Linked DNA regions of Sus scrofa: regions 1 and 3 are each linked to region 2. A link is a contact called in public HiChIP or PLAC-seq data. All regions are on one chromosome and are shown on one strand. The core of a region is the stretch at or near the end of the contact, and the rest is flanking DNA. Distances in the headings are between cores, read along the strand shown.

What was found. HiChIP or PLAC-seq counts read pairs in DNA pulled down with a chosen protein or histone mark.
Region 1: a contact with region 2 is called in an H3K27ac HiChIP or PLAC-seq map of alveolar macrophages. The contact joins two enhancer-like sites. A contact is called at or near these places in 3 of 47 Hi-C or Micro-C datasets (embryonic fibroblasts and mesenchymal stem cells) and 1 of 2 datasets of contacts at active chromatin or transcription factors (alveolar macrophages).
Region 3: a contact with region 2 is called in an H3K27ac HiChIP or PLAC-seq map of alveolar macrophages. The contact joins two enhancer-like sites. A contact is called at or near these places in 1 of 47 Hi-C or Micro-C datasets (embryonic fibroblasts) and 1 of 2 datasets of contacts at active chromatin or transcription factors (alveolar macrophages).

What each region holds. Positions count from the first base shown.
Region 1 is chr1:223,446,031-223,449,885 of Sscrofa11.1, reverse strand. No RefSeq gene overlaps it. Among named protein-coding and RNA genes, the nearest start is that of MAMDC2, 94 kb to the left of the region's middle. Within about 2 kb of position 2,160, at least 6 of the 83 cell types and tissues checked have an H3K27ac peak or open chromatin away from gene starts, as enhancers often do. A contact at or near this core is called in alveolar macrophages and embryonic fibroblasts, where this site is marked.
Region 2 is chr1:223,305,762-223,309,838 of Sscrofa11.1, reverse strand. All of the region lies in intron 5 of C1H9orf135, which reads right to left. Among named protein-coding and RNA genes, the nearest start is that of C1H9orf135, 150 kb to the right of the region's middle. Within about 2 kb of position 1,363, at least 9 of the 83 cell types and tissues checked have an H3K27ac peak or open chromatin away from gene starts, as enhancers often do. A contact at or near this core is called in alveolar macrophages and embryonic fibroblasts, where this site is marked.
Region 3 is chr1:223,512,891-223,516,436 of Sscrofa11.1, reverse strand. No RefSeq gene overlaps it. Among named protein-coding and RNA genes, the nearest start is that of MAMDC2, 27 kb to the left of the region's middle. Within about 2 kb of position 1,911, at least 10 of the 83 cell types and tissues checked have an H3K27ac peak or open chromatin away from gene starts, as enhancers often do. A contact at or near this core is called in alveolar macrophages, where this site is marked.

The DNA of each region.
Region 1 (3,855 bases), core at 911-3,410, 140 kb before region 2:
AAAATGATCCATAATAAGGCACTTTCCTCCACCAAAAAAAAAAAAAAAAGGATGTTAACATGAAGTTCCCATGTGGCACAGTAGGTTAAAGATCTGGTGCTGCTGCAGCTGTGGCACAAGTCGCAACTGCGGCACTGGGTCAATCCCTCACCTGGGAACTTCCACATGCCAGGGGTGCAGCCCCTCAAAAATAATAACATGAAAAAAAGAAATTTGTTTCAATTTTTCAAAAAGGATGTTAACAAGTGGGTGGTTAGAATCAATGCCTACAGAAGACATTTTTGCAGCTGCACTTTGGTTAGTGACAGTGGATAGAGAGACCCCAGAGTCTTGAGCTCAGTGGCCCTAGCCAATATCCCCTGTAAATAGTACTGGCAAGTAGGGAGTGGGGAAACATGGGAAGGAAGGGTTTTTGAGCAACTTAGAATGAGGGCAACACTGACAGATCAAGACCTGTAAGTACAAGGCACAGCCCAGAATTTCAACCCAGCATCTTAATAAGTATTTACTAACTTGCACATAGCAGAAAGCACTGTGCATGCTTCTCATGGGTAATCCCTTTCTGCGATGGATTTGGACCTTGAGGTACCAGACAACAGGGTGTGCTGTACTGTCCAACATAAAACAAAGTTTGCAAGGCCCCCAATTGCCCTGCTATGTTAGAAAGGATCTCTCTAAAGAGTTTTTCAAGGCACATCTGTTTTCAGTGAAGGTTTTTGATGGGAATGGCTTTTTTCTCTCTTTTTTTGCCACATGAGGTCCTTAATAATGACACAGTTTCAAGAAATTTCTCATTTCCATTCAGTAAAATTGCACGAACCCCCTGGCTTTTGGTTAGCATCTCTGGATAAGCAGATAAATGAGATTTAAGAGGTATGAGCTTAAATCTAAATCCTCCCAGAAATTAATATACCGAAGGTGTTGATTTGTATGGCAACTTTAAAGTACAAAGGACCCGCCTCTGAAATACACTGGATAGAATGATCTATAATTGAGAAGTGAATAGCATTTGCAGTTCTATTTTGGTCCCAAGGGGGTAAGAAATCCCTCCCAGAAGGAAACCTTCTCTAGTGCAGCAAAGAGGCCCTCATGCTGGGGAACTTTCAAATACCACTCTGCTTAAGAGAAAAGGAAAGGCTGCATTTCAAGAGTAGCATACAATGGCCACATACGGGCTTCAGTGCCATCTGAGCACACAGGGCTGGGGCAGGGCAAACTCTTTTCCTTGATATGGAACTCTTTTCCTTTTCTGTTTTCTCAATATTCATTTCTAAACAAAAGCCTGCTGCTCTCACTGATGGAGCCAGAGAGGTGCTTTTGATGGCAGAACTTCTGTAGAAACTTAACAGGTGGGACTGGAAGGGACCTTGAGGTACAACAGTGCCAGAGAAGGCTTCTTCTCTGATGCTGCTGAGGATTAAAATGGAAGGAAACTGTGAGGCCCAGTGCAGGTGCACTGAATACAGCATCACAGAATTCCCATCATGGCTCAGGGGAAATGAATCTGACTAGCATCCATGAGGACGGACGCAGGTTCCATCCCTGGTCTCGCTCAGTGGGTGAAGGATCAGGCTTTGCCATGAGCTGTGGTGTAGGTCACAGACGCAGCTTGGATCTGGCTTTGCTGTGGCTGTGGTGAAGGCCAGCAGCTACAGCTCCAATTTGACTCCTAGCCTGGAAACCTCCATGTGCCATGGGTGAAGCCCTAAAAAGACAAAAAATAAAAATAAAAAATAAATAAAACATCACCATCCAATAGCATTGCCTGCGCTGATCCTGGGAGAAGGCCAGGGGCACAGAGGAGCCAACTTCTTCCTTTGATTCACTCAGCAACTTCTCCCACATCTGGAGAGTGAGGGGAATTTCCACAAGAAGCTTCTGGCACTTTCACCTTCAAGGTGGCACTGCTTGCTAAAATCACATGGGGGCAGCAGCATTAGTCTCTCTGACCCCTTCTTGGTCTTAAAAGGCTTTCTCCCTCTGAATTCCTTGATACCCTGGAGCAGTTTTGCTCCTACCTTAACTTCTGGGTCTTCTCTGTGGGATTTTCTGCCTTTGTCTCTTCAGCATTTGTACTTCCTTGGATCTGGCTCTGGCTCTGGTTTCTCTACTGTGATGACTCTTCCTCACTGTAGCGGGAATGACTCATTGCCCAGCTGGTAGCCATTCTCTCCTGCTTCCTCTATGAAAAACCCTAATTTGATGGGGGCTGCTAGTATATCAGCCACGACACTGCTGTTGCCAAACCAGCTCTGCCCATAGAGGCAGCCAGTGACTAAGTTCTAGGTGGAGATGTAGGAGAGAGTTGTTGGATGGGCTTTCTGAGAAAGCTCCTTATAGAGGACCTCAGTCAGCTGGTACGGCTCTTTGGTCCTCCCTTCCTTCTTCCTGCCCGAGGTGTGGATACAGTGGGCTGGAATTTCAGTGGCCACTGCAAAACAAGGAAGTGCAGACCAACTCACCCCAGTTCGCCTGGGACTTTCTTGGTTTTAAAATGGAAAGTCTCATGTCCCAGGAACCCCTTCAGTCCTAGGCAAAGCAACACAGTTGGTCACCCTAGCAAGGGACCCTGAGGATGGAAGCCATTGCTGTGGGCAGGGGAAAAATTCAGAAGGAGCTGGATTCCTACTTATATTGTGGAGTTGTCTAACCAGTCTGGTCTTCCTACCTCTGAGCTGTTCATTAAGAAAAACAAATCCCAGTTTGAACCACTGTTACTTAGTTTTTTTCTGCTATAGGCTTCCAAACTACCTGATTCACCACACCTGTGTCTTCCAGTGTCATTTTTATGCTGGTGATTCTCAAGTCCACATCACCAGCTGGATCACTAATTTCCAGACCCATACATACAACTTCCTACTGGGCATCTCTGTTTGGATGTGCCACAGACAAAAGTTCTTCATTTTCCTCAAAATCCTGCTCTTCCTCTGCATTCCAAATCTGAGTGAATGGAGCCATGATTATCCAATGACTGATCAAGAAGTTTTTGCATTTTCTTTGATTCCTCTGTATCCTTCCTTCTTCAAAAGCCTATCAATCTTGATGACTTAATTTTCTAAATTTCTCTCAAAGCCAGTTCCCTCCATTGCTCCAGTTTAGAACTCCATCTTTTGTCTAGATTATTGCAAGAGACTCCCAATAAGTCCTCCTGCTTCAGTCTTGCCCTACTCTAATCTGACCTCCACAGTGTATCGAGAGTGTTACTGCTCTTGTGTCAAACTAATCATAGTACTTTCTGGCCTAAAATACTTAAGGGGTTCCCCACTGTCCTTGACATATAAGGCTCAGGTTTTCTGGCCCTTGTGTTTAACCACTACACTCTTTCCAGTCTACTTAGCAGCCAGAGAATTTCTTTTAAGTCTTCTGAGCTAAGAAACCATACACTCTTGATTCCAGGACTTCTCATAAGCTCTCTCCTTTATCTGGGATGCCCATTCATTTGCCTTCCTTTGTATGGTCCACTCTACTACCTCCAGCCTCCTTTCCTACAACTATACTTCATTAAGGTCTTAGCTTAACAGGGCCAATAAGTACAGTTGTGCAATGCACAACCCAGACAACTATAAATGGTAGTCCTGTTTAAATATTGTCTTTTTCAGCAGCCTTTGCTAATATCCACCTTCCAAATCTGCTTAAGTGTTTCTTCTAAGACTCTTTTAATCTCAGTATTATAACTTTAATTCTTAATTTTCTGATTACTTATCTGTATTCCTCACTAGGCTTTATGCATATAATGGCATATACCACACTCACCTGCCTCTTAGTTTGCATTCTATATTTTAAAATAAATGAATAAATGCTTTCCTAATGATAGATTTAGTTATGTTTACACATAAAAGACTCATTAAAACTCCT
Region 2 (4,077 bases), core at 114-2,613:
AAGTCACAGGTTTCAGGGGTTAGGATGAGGACATCTTTGGGGGAGACTACCATTCTGCCTATCACAGAGCCCAAGATCAGCACATAAGCAAGTTGCTTCAATATCTAGATATAATTCACTTGGCTTAAGTACTGAAATGCATTTTAATGGGCCAATACTCTTACTATCATCTTTATGCTCTTGGAGCACAGTTCTCTTAGAAGTACTAGCCTTTCTATGTTAAAGAAAGAAAAGAAAACCTTTTCCTTAAGAGGGGGACAGGCAGGCAAAAAAAAGGCAGCTGAGGGGTTCTGCTTTTTCTGTCATCTAATTTGATACCATCTTGCCCAAACAATGATCTCTTCCTCTTTTTTTTTTTTTTGCTTAAAAAAAAAGTTAAAACTTTTTGAAAAGAGTTTTATTTTTATGATGTCATATTGGATTGTTTAAGTTTCATGTGTACAACGTTGTATTTCTACTTCTATATACCCTACAGTATTTGGTTTTAACATTTTCTCAGGTCTCAACTTACAGTTAGCCTTCAGGATGTTTCACCTGTACAGGTTTGTGCCATGTCCATGGTCTTATATGCATCCTTGACTATGGGCCTTGCCCCTGAGATTCTGTTTTTGTTCTTTCTAAATCTAAACATGGGTTGTTTCTCAAACATTTTCTATTTCTTTAATGTCTTTTCAGTGTCCTTCTCATTAGGATAACCCAAGATTACAGAGTAAGCATTCCTTTTTTTAAAGCTACTTATTCTTCTTAAGTGATAGCCACTTTTAGAAACTGACCATGGACTCATTTTACTTTTCTCCGATTAAAAAGAAAAATCCAGTGGATGTGTCTGAACATGCCCATTTGTTCCCTTTCTCTACCATTATGAATTCCAAGGTGACTCAGTCACTTCCTCCCCTGTTTCCTATACCTTCTGCTTCACCAACTGGCTTTTCCTTTCTGGTCAGAATTCATTTTTGTCCTCTAATCAGCTGTTCCACTTTTAGCAATAGGAGCCTCCCAGCAGATGTCTGGGGAGTTAAAGTCATGACATCACCACATGACTATTATGGGCCCAGCGGTCCTTACCCCACCCCTCACCACTTCTCTGTGTCCTTTCATCTCTGCCCACAGGCTTCCACACACAGTCCGGGTGTTTTCCACACAGTACTTGGTTAACGTCTAGTCCTCTGACTTGAGCGGGATGGCTGGAGCTGAGAAAAGTTAGAGCACCAACCAGACATAAGTTCAGGGAGGAGTAGTGAGTGGTCCAAACCCATTCGCATGTCCTAAAGGTAAATGAGCAAAGGGCAAGCACTCTGATTCAGTTTAAGGGAGTCATGGTTTCAGGAAAGAAAACTCCATGCCAGCTATCAGAGTAGAGCATGTGACTGAGGCTATGACAGTCACTACATTTCCCTCTGTGACCACAGCAATTAGAGTTGAGCACACAGCTCAACATCAGTAAACATCAGGACTTTGACTGGGGAGGTAGACTCAACTTTCCCTTCCTTGCCGGTATAGAAAGCCCATGGTTCAGGGAGTGCTTACAGGCATCTGAGGACCACGAGAAGAGCTCTTTTTTTTTTTTTTTTTGCTTTTTAGGTTCACACTCACGGCCCATGGAAGTTCTCAGGCTAGGAGTCAAATCAGAGCTAGAGCTGCTGGCCTGTGCCACAACCACAGCAAAGAAGAAGAAGAGCTCTTTTTAAATGAAGTTGACACCATAGAAGGGGAAACAGACAAAAATGGAAAGAAATTAGGCTTTTGACGGTGACATCACTGAGTCACAAAACCAAACCTTCCCTGTAGCCAGCCCCTCCTTAGGATTTTTAGTTCACTTTAATGTTGCTGCCCTGATGAGTTGGAGTTTCTATTCGAAATGTGTCCTTCTAGGAGTTCCCGTCATGGCTCAGTGGTTAACGAATCCGACTAGGAACCATGAGGTTGCGGGTTCGATCCCTGGCCTTGCTCAGTGGGTTGAGGATCTGGCGTTGCCGTGAGCTGTGGTGTAGGTCGCAGATGCGGCTCGGATCCTGCGTTGCTGTGGCTCTGGCGTAGGCTGGTGCTACAGATCTGACTCAACCCCTAGCCTGGGAACCTCCATATGCCGTGGGAGCAACCCAAGAAATGGCAAAAAAAAAAAAAAGACGAAATGTGTCCTTCTAGCTCCTAACCTTATCTGAAGTTCTATTCCACCAAATTTCAACAAAAGCTAGGAGACTGGGTTAAAATATTAAGTTTATTTTGTTTATTTTTGCTTGTTATTAATATTTCTTAGTATTAAACCTGGGCAAAAAGAAGTGGTTTGTTTTTGTGAGTTGGAAAATGCCAGTGAAAGAGACCAAATGTATAGATAGACAGGATTATTAAAGAGACAGGTGTCAGAAACTAGTCTTGATAGGAGCATGGTAGACTTTGAGTTGAGAAGATAAAGAGAAATTCCCAGGGCACAAGTCCCAAGATAAAGCATGGGTGAAACTTGTCAGGGATGAGAGGCATTGAGGGAGCTCTCACTGATGTGGAAGACAGAGCGGAAGGTGTCTGAGAGGCCACTGATCTGTGGATTGTTAAGGGTGAGGCAACAACTGATTTGGAGTTCAGAGTTTATACAGTCAAGCAGAGTCAAAAGAGGAAGGCAGACTTAAAAGAATCCAGAATGACAGAAGGATGAGAGGTGATTAGAGAAGGTGAGTCTGGCAGGAAGGAAGGAGCAGAGGGTTGGAAAGGAGAGTGTGGGCAATGAGTCAGTCCTGAGTTCTGCCACAGAAAGGCATCTTAATCAACTCTCTGTCATGCCTCTATGCACGCTACAGGAAGGATGAGGAGTTACTCTTTCAAAATGCTGTATTTCCCCTGGATCTTTGCTTCAGTTTCAATCTCAGGCAAAAATATGTCATATCTGGGCAGTAAGAAGCAACTAAACCACTTAAGTCAAATATCAGTGATGTATAAGATTTCCATTCCTCCCCTCCCTCCCCGTTATACACACAAACATCCCTGAAAATCCTACAAACATCCACAAGAATAAACATGTAAAATATCCCTTTTTTGGATGCCAACAGTGGCCCCTTATCAGAAGTAATACTTTTGCTAACAAACTTTAGAGTTCTCTTCCCAAGACTTTCCTCCTTTATTAAACCATTTCCATTTTCCCCTATAACAGGGAAAGCAACTTGTAAAAACCCTAAACAGCTAGAGAGATTATCTAATCCACCTCCCTCTTTTTTGCAATCTGGTAAATTGAGGCCCAGAAAAATACTCATACCATCAGGGGCCAAGCTGGCATTTGCATTAGCAACGCAGTGCCCTGAGCCCTGGCCTAGTTTGTTTCTCTATGTAATAAAGGTCTCTCCTCAGCCTGCTTTTCCCACCAAAACAAACTTTGCAAAAGATATATCTTTTGTACTAAAATTTATCCTTGTTTCAACCCAATTCCTAATTATGCATAGGGTTTACATTGCATGTGTGTATGTTTTATGGATTTTAGTCTCTTTCCCCCATCAGAGTGAGAGCTCCCCAGGCATGGACTACCTCTCTGCTTCTCACATCTTTCTCTTCACATATAACCCAGTCCACTTTCCTACCCTACTCAGGGACTGTAAGGGCAGGGACCATATATTATTGATCTTGGTGTCCTTGGCCCCTCAGAAAGTAGCTGTGAACCTGTATAGTGCACAGTTATAAATATTATCACTGTTGATTTCATATTCTTTATCATTAAGTACTTCAAGTAGTGGAAGAAGCAAGCAAAAATTAATTCCCAGGAGTTCCCATTGTGCCTCAGTGAGTTAAGAACATGGCTAGTATCCATGAGGATGTGGGTTTGATCCTGGACTCACTCAGGGGATTAAGGATCTGTCATTGCCGGAAGGTACAGTGTAGGTCGAAGACGTGGCTAGATCCGGCATTGCTATGGCTGTGGTGTAGGCTAGCAACTGCAGCTCCAATGTCACCCCTAGCCTGGAAACTTTCATATACCACAGGTGTGGCCCTAAAAAAAAAAAATATATATATATATATATATTTTATATATTTTAAACATATGTATATATTATACACACACGCACACACAAACAATAGATGTATACATATAAATAA
Region 3 (3,546 bases), core at 662-3,161, 210 kb before region 2:
CTAATGTTTAACGAACACAACTGAGAGCTGAGAGATTGAACAGCCTATGTTCAATCCCTCAACTATAAATCTTAATATAAACAAAGACATAGAGAATATAATCCAAATTATGAATAATGAGGAAATCTGATTTTTTTAGGTTCCAATATTCAGTGTGCTATGAACTCAATTTACAAATATTATCAGTACATTTCCTTTATTTTTTGATGATCAGAGCCACCAGAATATAGAATTCATTTAAAAAGAAATTTTAAAATCACATGCAGTTTACCACTATGCAAAATATAAAAGGTTGTAAGCCAGTATCTTCAGAATAACTACTAATTGTAAGATGTGTGAAAGTTTACTTATTTAAACTTTTTATGTATTTATATTACTTTAAATTATAAAAAGGATAGTTTGAAGATGTAATAATACGTAAGTACATATACTTACAATGAACAAAATAAAAGGGGGTGTTCTGGGTTTTTTGTATAACTTCCATTAGTTTTCTTATCTCTATGGATCTCCAAAGGAGGATTTTATTTGTAGGATTTATGCGTGTGAACTTATTCCCCACTTGCAAAGCGGTTTATGCTATCAGCCCTGAGTGCAGTTATATTTTATCAGCAATTCTTCGTGTTATACAGGAGGGAATAATAATCTGTCTTATAAATTACTGAATTAATTGTGGTACAGAGAGAAAAGTCTTGGCTTTCTTTTCCTTTTGTGGCTTTAAAGTCTATTTTTGACAAAAATAGTGATAAAGTACTTTTTCAAAATGAATCTGTGGCAGTGAAATGATTCACTGTATAAACTGTTAACGTATATTAGACTCAAACAATTGGCATGTAAACATGTCCTAAAGAGAAGAAATGTTAATCTGCTTTCACATGTTGACTACAGCATTATTTCATAATGACCATAAGACCAAGCGAGCAAGCAAACAAATGAAATAACCTAAGATTTCAAAAATAGGGGAAATAAATAAACTACGATGCTTCAATCTAAGAAAGGCAATCATTCACTCTGATAGCTTATGAATATTATTTAGTAGCAGAAATATATATTCCACTCATAATTAAAATGAAAAAAGAAGGTTTTAACAGATAAAATACAACAAAATAAGACAAATTATATCTAATTCATCTAAAAATACATTGGATAAAATCTTTAACATTACCGAATGCCTAACAATTCTGTGAAGGATCATAAAATTATGGGTATTGAACAGAATTTCCTTTTATTTTCTAACCATTCTTTAATTTTGTTATATTTATAATTGAGAAAAAAGAAGATTCAAGTTATCTATAATTAAGATGTGGAATAATGAGTTACTGTTTTTCAGATTGGCATTATTTACTACAGTAGTCATGAGCACATGTGGTTATATAAAATAAAATTAAATAGAATTAAAAGTTCATTTCCCTTAGGTGCACTAACCACATTTCAAGTGCTCAGTAACCACAAATAGCTAGTGGTCAAGTGAGTTGGACACGGCAGTTATGCAAACTTCCTCATTGCAGAAAGTTCCACGGGGTAGAGCTTCCTGGCTCCTTTTGGACATGCCAAACAAATGTGTAAACTGCCACAGAGGGTTAAACGAAATGCTGAAGATGTTCTGGACCACGGTAAGTCACTAGGTTATTCCTATCTTAGAAGATTTTCTACACTTACAATACTGGCCAGGCCACATGTTGTCCTGTCTGATAAAAGATCTGCAAATTCAGCCAGCTATGTACTAGATTCAAACTGTGGGCTCAAACCTCAGATCAGTTTGCAGTTGTCTATCTGCATTCCAACACACAAAAGAAACAGGACCAGATTAATTTCAGTCTAACACATTGGATTTCCACCTGCTATTAATAATGCTCATAATGTCAGCTCCTATTCTTGTGCTGCCTTCTTACATTTTGAGGCTGCTTGAGGTGCAGAGGTTATTTTAGGGCAGTTGGTGATTAGGTAAGCTGATGACTAGGCCTGGCTGACACAGGCAAAGAGAAAGCCAAACATTTTGGTCTGTTCTTAAGAAATCTGTCCCTGGGTCCTGTTACGAATGTGACAAAAAGGAAATTGCCCATTTCCTTAACCTCTCCTTTCTTTATAGCTCTTTTTCAAAAACAGTGCTTATTTCATTTTAGTCAGTATTTCAAGACACAGAGAATATCTCTAGAGACTGGGAAAAAAATCTTACGCACTTTGAATATATACTATTGCCTATGTGAGAGGGGAAAAGAAGAGGGACAAAGTAAAATGCTATCCCTTAGACAGGTGTTCCTGATACTTTGCAGACCTCTTAAGAGTTAGGGTTAAGTTAGCTTTGTGTAAATCAATTTGTTTCAGTTTAATACAGATTCCAGTCCTTAGGGATTGGTGATATTTAAAAATTTTTGTTTTGATTGAGAATATTAAGTAAAAACTGATTTCAAATTTACCTAATTTTGGAAATAAAAATAGGCACTGAATGGAGAGCAATTAAAAACACATTTGTGGAGTTCCCATCATGGCGTAGGAGGAAAGGAATCTGACTAGGAATGGTGAGGTTGCGGGTTTGCTCCCTGACCTCACTCAGTGGGTTAAGGATCTGGTGATTAAGTGAGTTGTGGCATAGGTCACAGATGTGGCTCAGATCTGATGTTGCTACAGCTGTGGTGTAGGCTGGCAGCTGTAGCTTTGACTGGACCCCTGGCCTGGGAACCTCCACATGCCGTGGGTGCAGCGCTAAATAAATACATAAATAAATTAATTGAAAATAAAAAAAAATTGCAAACAATTGTAAATATAGTCAAGGAAGGATCAAAATATGATTTAACTTACTTTTTATCATACTTAAAACAGAATTGCACGTGATCATTTATTTACTATTGATATTTGGGGCTAGATAGTTCTTTGCTGTGGGTCACTGCCCTGTGCACTGCAGGATTTTAAGCATTCCTGGTTCCTACCCACTAGATACCAATATCATTCACAAGTCATAACATGTTGGAGAAAACATGTCTCCAAACATTGCCAAAGGTCCCTTTGAGGATGTGGAGGGGGTGGGGCAGGCAGGGGCAGGCAGGGGCAAAATCTCTGAGATTTTGAGAGAACCAGTGATCGAGGGGGTAGAAAACTGCTGTACTTTCAAATCCCACTTGCTCAGCTCCTATTACATGTAGTCCCTATGTGAGTCGCTTTCAAGATCTGGACCTCCTTTTTGGATTCACTGTCAATTTCAAACTATTCATTCTCTTCAGTCAAAGCAGGACAGTTGTTTACATTATAAAAAGGGACTGGATGGAATTAGTTTTCTCTTCCTCTGCACATCACCAGGTGGTGGTTTTAACGAGGAATGAAATATCCTTAGATCCTGGAAAGAAAAGGCAAAAGAGCAGAAAGGCAAGGGAGATGGACTAAGACTCCAGCTGAATAATCATCCCCAAGATGATCAGGGCTTTACTGTTCCAATTTCCTGCTTCAGAAATCTGCAAATTGTCAAAGGGCAACAGTGTGTCTCCCCCACCCCCCAACCCAAGCTTGTCTCCCTTTCAAAAAACAATGATCTTCTCCCTCAAAATAACATAATGA